2 separate regions of the Salmo salar genome follow, and region 1 is linked to region 2. A link is a contact called in public Hi-C data. All regions are on one chromosome and are shown on one strand. Each heading gives the region's core, a stretch centred on a gene start, on an enhancer-like site or on the middle of the called end of the contact. The rest is flanking DNA. Distances are from core to core; before and after follow the strand shown.

Region 1 (2,922 bases), core at 359-2,858, 40 kb before region 2:
ATGCATAGTCACTTTACCCCTACCTACATGTACAAATTACCTTGACTAACCTGTCCCCCGCACATTGACTCAGTACCCCCTGTATATAGCCTCGATATTGTTATTTTATTGTGTTACTTTTTTCTTTTTTTTTACACTTTACTTTATATATATATACAGGGGGATATATATATATATTTACATTCTTTGCAAACTGATATGTGACACATATTAATGCCAAAATAACATGCAAAACAGGCTAAAAACAGGTGGGGCTCTGCCCCACTTGCCCTGAATGAGGGGTTGCCACTGCCTCTCTCCTTCTCTCTCTCTAGAGCTCTCTAGAGCTCTTTCTCTCTCTAGAGCTCTTTCTTACCGGCTGCCCATTAACGGTCGAAGTGTGGATATCCTGTCAAATAAAGATGGCGCCGCCCTCCACGGGTTTGTTTCGTGTTCAAAACTCAGGAACACTTACTGGTTAAACAAAAAGCCCGGCTGGCTGGTACCTAAAATGGTATGTTTCCAGCTGTGTTTGTCCCCCTCCCGCTCGCTCGCCCCACCAAGAGCAAAACGCCATAATGTAGGACTGTAGATCCTGTCACTGTCACCCAAAAGCGCTCCCGATGGGATGCCGCCATGAAACCCGAAAGGCAGCCTGAAGCTACTGTCTATCAGCTCTTTATACGTCGTTATGATGTGGGTCTGGGACTGAAATAACTGGCATGGCATTTTATTACTGTCCCAGAAATCTGATGGCAAGCCATTGCTTTGGGGCAGTGTTCCAAGTTAAAGGCGGCCTGCCTCCAACATTCCTGCGTTCTCAACTTCTCAGTCCTTACTATGTTCAGTTTCTTTCGTATGTTGGGGCATTCTGATGATTATCCTAGTACACGCTGTGATTTAGAATGTAAGCAAATAATCAAAATTATTATTTTTCCCCACTCATATTTTGTCTAAAATATTGCTTTCGCTTGGACATATTTATAAAATATGTATAAAATATATATATGAAATGGCATAAGGGTATATTTGTCTCGTGGCATCTGTGGCATTTGCTGCAATATTCTCCACTAGGCTGAATTTTGTTTCTCTCGTTTTTGAATTATCACTCATCTATACCATTCATGAGCCTACCCAATGAGCATAGACTTTAAAAAAACGTTGAAAATAGGTTTCGTCGTTAAAAATACTTTGAAAGTACGTATTTCAACCAGTTTTGCTGACTGGGTACATTCATTTAACATAAGCTATAGCCAACTACTTTATGGAACTTTCATTCCACTAATTCTCTATTTCAGTTTGGGGAAGATAACGTAATCCATGTGTTCAGGAATATAAAAAAATGCACTGTCTTTGTTATGGGTCACAGAAGTTACCTAGACTAATCCCCATGCGTTTAGGTGCAAGGCAGTTTTTGCGCATTTTGCCAGCACTTAGGTCATTAGCGGGTTTAATAAAGTTTCTACATGCATGTGCAAATCATCCCAGTTTCTTCTGCAACTTCAGCCAAAAGTCGGAAAAGTGTGGGGGGGTGGGACAAAGGGGAGTGTCAAGCCTACTTCTCAAACATTTTTTCATATCTTATCATCAACCCAGTCCCGCTGAATCATTGGACCCGTACGCGTTCTGTCCAGCTGTATTCAAATGTGCCATATGAAACCAAAATGCATAAACTTCTACATATTAGCTCTCAGTCTATTACATGGGAAATTACAAGTATCCGGTTTGGCATCACCCCCAGCTGCTTAAGATAAACAAGTTGACAAACGCACTTTGCGTGTGGCTGTGGAAACTGGCTGAAGAAGGGACGAGAGTGCGGTTAAAGTGCTGGTTAATTGCCGCGCAACTGGGGGAGGGGAACCGGTTTGATAAAGCGGACTGGGGGGTTGAACCAAGGACGGCTTCTTTCCAGTAAAGGGGGGCATCGCTGGCTGCACTGTGGGCTCTTCCTGTTAACCCCAGATCGGACCATATAAACAGGTATAACGCGGAGAGGACGTTCAATCAATCCCCGCCGTAAACCTTGGATTAGGATAATACACTCTACTCCATCAAAAATGAAGGCAGATATCATCTGGATTTACAAACTTTTCTTGTGTGCTGTGCTCGCTGTGAATTCAGGTAAATCTTACTAGGCAATATGACCTAACGGTAAACTATGTATAGCCCGTCATTGATATTCGGTTTAGTGGCTGTGCGTATAGGCTATATCATTTTCATAGGCATGAAAGGGAACGAGTTCTCCAAATATATCACACAGATCATAAGACTTGTAAGTGAAATGGATTGAAATGTAGCACTTCCATAGACCAATCATTTATAACCTACGTTTAACTGGCCTGCAGACTTTTACTTTTGCGCAGAAATATTGCATATGTTATGAAGACTAAACGTTTTTTTTGTATTAGTAGTCTAAACGTCAAACATTATTGAATTAGTGGTTGATACATTGATACGCTGCAACATCTATCAAAATCCACAGTGGTAATCAACGGTCTGAATTATTTGGAGGAATTTGATACTGGTTGATATAGTAATTGGAATGTGGCGAGGTGGCCATGTCTTTCGTTTGACCCTATGTGTGCATTAGCTGGCTGGTGCGGCAGGGAATGCGCCTTGCTCTTTGGCATGTAGGCTAAGGTAACACGATGATGCTGCTTAGTAGAGATGATAATTTGTGCAACACTGATTTTTGGTCAAAGTTTAACAGATATTCTCAGTTTCAAAGAGTTTCTTTAAAAAGGAGGCATATGTTGAATTTAACAGATATTATCGGTTTCAAATATTTTCTTTAATAAAGAGTTGCCTATATCAGTGTTAGGCTATATTAATGAAATGGGCCGAGTGGTTCAATTGACTCGTAAGAAAATGTGCATGTCAGTGAGAAATTACTTTATGTTTTCACTGTCATTAATACCTAATGTATGTAGGCCTAATGCATGC
Region 2 (2,825 bases), core at 14-2,513:
CTTTCCTTGGCTCACTCACACCAGATGTCAGTTGAGTTGCTTCCTCTCTACTCTCTGTTTTTATATTTAAACGGATTAGAACGTAGTGTGCAGTCTTATTTATTTGTATACATCTGGCCCTCGTGAGAGGGCGCCAGCGATTGCCGTCGACAAAGCGACATGTCTCGCTAATAGAAGAGGTGAAGATTATGGCGGCTTTTTATTTGATACATGTTTTAAACTCAGTGTCAATCATTATTATTACTGGAGGTACACTGAATGGCTATACGGATTACATGAAAAGTATGGCTTGTGTTCCAAAACATACCACTTTGTCAGTCATTTGTCTTTTAACAATACTGACAATACTGTAAGTGTAATGACATAGGGGAATGTAATAGCTTTCTTTCAGTGCTGAAAACCAGTCATGACATCATTTTTATAATCACAGAAAGCAGGTGTGTATGTATGACTAATGATCTCTTCAAACTGGGCCCCTAAGAAGACTTATTTCACCCATTTCTATATCCTAAAATATTCAGTGTGTTAGGTTAAACTATGTCACGGTATTTGACCTGTTCAGTGCCTTTTTTTTTAGGTGGACAGGAATCAATAGTGTACAATAGAATTGGCGCAGAGAGCTGTGAGTGTATTTTACTGTTATGTAAATAGGATGTAAAGTAGTGTGTGTAAAAAAAACAAAAAACTTTTCCACTTCCAATGTCTTATTTACATCGTTTTTTTACTATATAGGGTCACTCTGTTTATAAACTTGTAAACTGTATAACAGCTGCTATTTTTAAAGGGTTGGGTCTTCACATTATATACTATATGATTATGTTATATTCACGTTTTAATATTACATTTACAGTGTAAATTACAGCTTGTTTCACTCTTTTCATATGTCTGTCTGTCTTGTCTGTCTGTCAAGCACTCTCTCCTAAAGTAAACCCTCAGACAAAGATTCTTGCAGCAATACAGTTTTCTGCAACACATACTCTCTCAACACAATTCAAGATACTCTGGGTCAAGATCTTACTCTGGGTATTATTTTCCCACTTCCCATGTCAATCATATCAATAAGACCTCAGTCTATGGGTTTTGGATGGCCACTGTCCACCATGACCCAGTTCCTGACCAGAGGATGAGCGGCAACATTCGGTTAACGCTCACATAACGTTTGGGTAGCATTAGATGTTCAGTTGACGCTTAGACAGCAATTGGGCAACACTTGACACCATGGCATGCTTCCTCCATCATGTGGGGTTCTCATTTGATACATGACTCCTCGGTGCTGAGGAGAAAATGGCAGACCTGTCAGCGCTGACCTCATACGCGGTGGCTTGTCACAAACCAACCCCAAGGCTTTGTGCCTCATCGTAACGGGACGTGAAATAGCTTTCCTCCCCTCTTTTGCCGGACCAACAGTCCTTAGGTCACGTCTGGTGCTTCTGGAAAATAAATCTACTTAAAAGATTTGTCTGTTTGGGAAATTCACAGTGGTGTAAAGTACTTTGAATTACTAAAGTTGTTTTTTGGGTTATCTGTACTTTATATTTTTGACAACTTTTACTTCACTACATTCCTAAAGAAAATAACATACTTTTTACGCCATACATTTTCAGATTACGTATGAATGACATCCAAAAGTACTTGTTACATTTTGAATGCCTAGCAGGACAGAAATGGTCAAATTCACATACTTATCAAGAGAACATCCCTTGTCATCCCTGCTACCTCTGATCTGGCGGACTCACTAAACACACATGCTTCGTTCGTAAATGATGTTGGAGTGTGACCCTGGCTATCTGTAAATAAATAAAAATACAAGAAAATGGTTTGCTTAATATAAGGAATTTTAAATCATTTATACTTTTACTTCTTATACTTAAGTATATTTGAGCAATTATGTTTACTTTTGATACTTAAGCATATTTAAAACCAAATACTTTTAGACTTTTACTCAAGTAGCATTTTACTGGGTGACTTTCACTTTTACTTGAGTCTTTTTATATTAAGGTATCTTTACTTTGACAATTGGGTACTTTTTCCACTACTGAGAAAAAAAAACTATGGCAAAATCTTATTGGGAAAGCATTCGAAAAAGGAATTTGTGAACCTTGAGCTGGACTATTCCCAAGAGCAACATTGTAAACACAATGGGATCCGCTTGCAATAACCTTAATCAAACAATCATGATGATTTATGGCATTTAAAAGCTTGTTGCAGTGACCTCAGAAATATATAAGTGATGCTATGGAGTTTATGCTCAGACCCTGTGTTGTGTTTATGTGTTGATCCTGCTCAGTCACCGTGCTGAAGTATGCATGCACCCTTCCAAAGCCTACAAGAGAAGGCCATCTTAAAAACTGAACTTGGATCGCTCTCTGAGCTAATGGTTCTATCTCAGCTCGTCTATCTGCCATTCCTCAGGCATCTCCTCGCCTGCTCAACCTCAATTAATTTTCAGAGAGGGTGTGGGTAAGCGATGAAAGATTAATTTATAAAGAGCCACTGGAAAACCTCACAGAACTACAACGGTCTCTTGGCAGAGATGCCCAATCTTCCTCCTGTAGAACTACCCTCCTTCAGACTCTCGCTCCAACGATAATTTAACCCACCTGACTCTATCAATTAGCTGCTCACTAGGACCTTGATTAGCAGAATCACTGATGTAACAACTGTGTCGGAGCAACAGACATTCATACCATAATCTGGGCCCCCAGGAATACCGTAGTCTGGGCCCCAGGGTACACAATAGACTTGGTACCCAGGGATACCATAGTCTTGGCCCCAGGGATACTGTAGTCTTGGCCCCAGGGATACTGTAGTCTTGGCCCCCAGGG

What was found. Hi-C and Micro-C count contacts between places; a contact is called where the count stands out from the background.
Region 1: a Hi-C map of muscle shows a contact between it and region 2, with 2.4 times the contacts expected there. The contact joins the promoter of LOC106576483 here to the enhancer-like site in region 2. A contact is called at or near these places in 2 of 3 Hi-C or Micro-C datasets (gill and muscle).

What each region holds. Positions count from the first base shown.
Region 1 is chrssa17:68,438,494-68,441,415 of Ssal_v3.1, reverse strand. LOC106576483 (hepatocyte growth factor) reads left to right here and starts at 1,608. Exons shown (of 18, transcript XM_045700025.1): 1 at 1,608-2,100. The coding sequence starts at 2,037.
Region 2 is chrssa17:68,398,354-68,401,178 of Ssal_v3.1, reverse strand. LOC106576483 (hepatocyte growth factor) reads left to right here. Exons shown (of 18, transcript XM_045700025.1): 18 at 1-861. Among protein-coding and RNA genes, the nearest start is that of LOC106576509, 9.4 kb to the right of the region's middle. Within about 2 kb of position 1,263, at least 1 of the 13 cell types and tissues checked has an H3K27ac peak or open chromatin away from gene starts, as enhancers often do. A contact at or near this core is called in muscle, where this site is marked.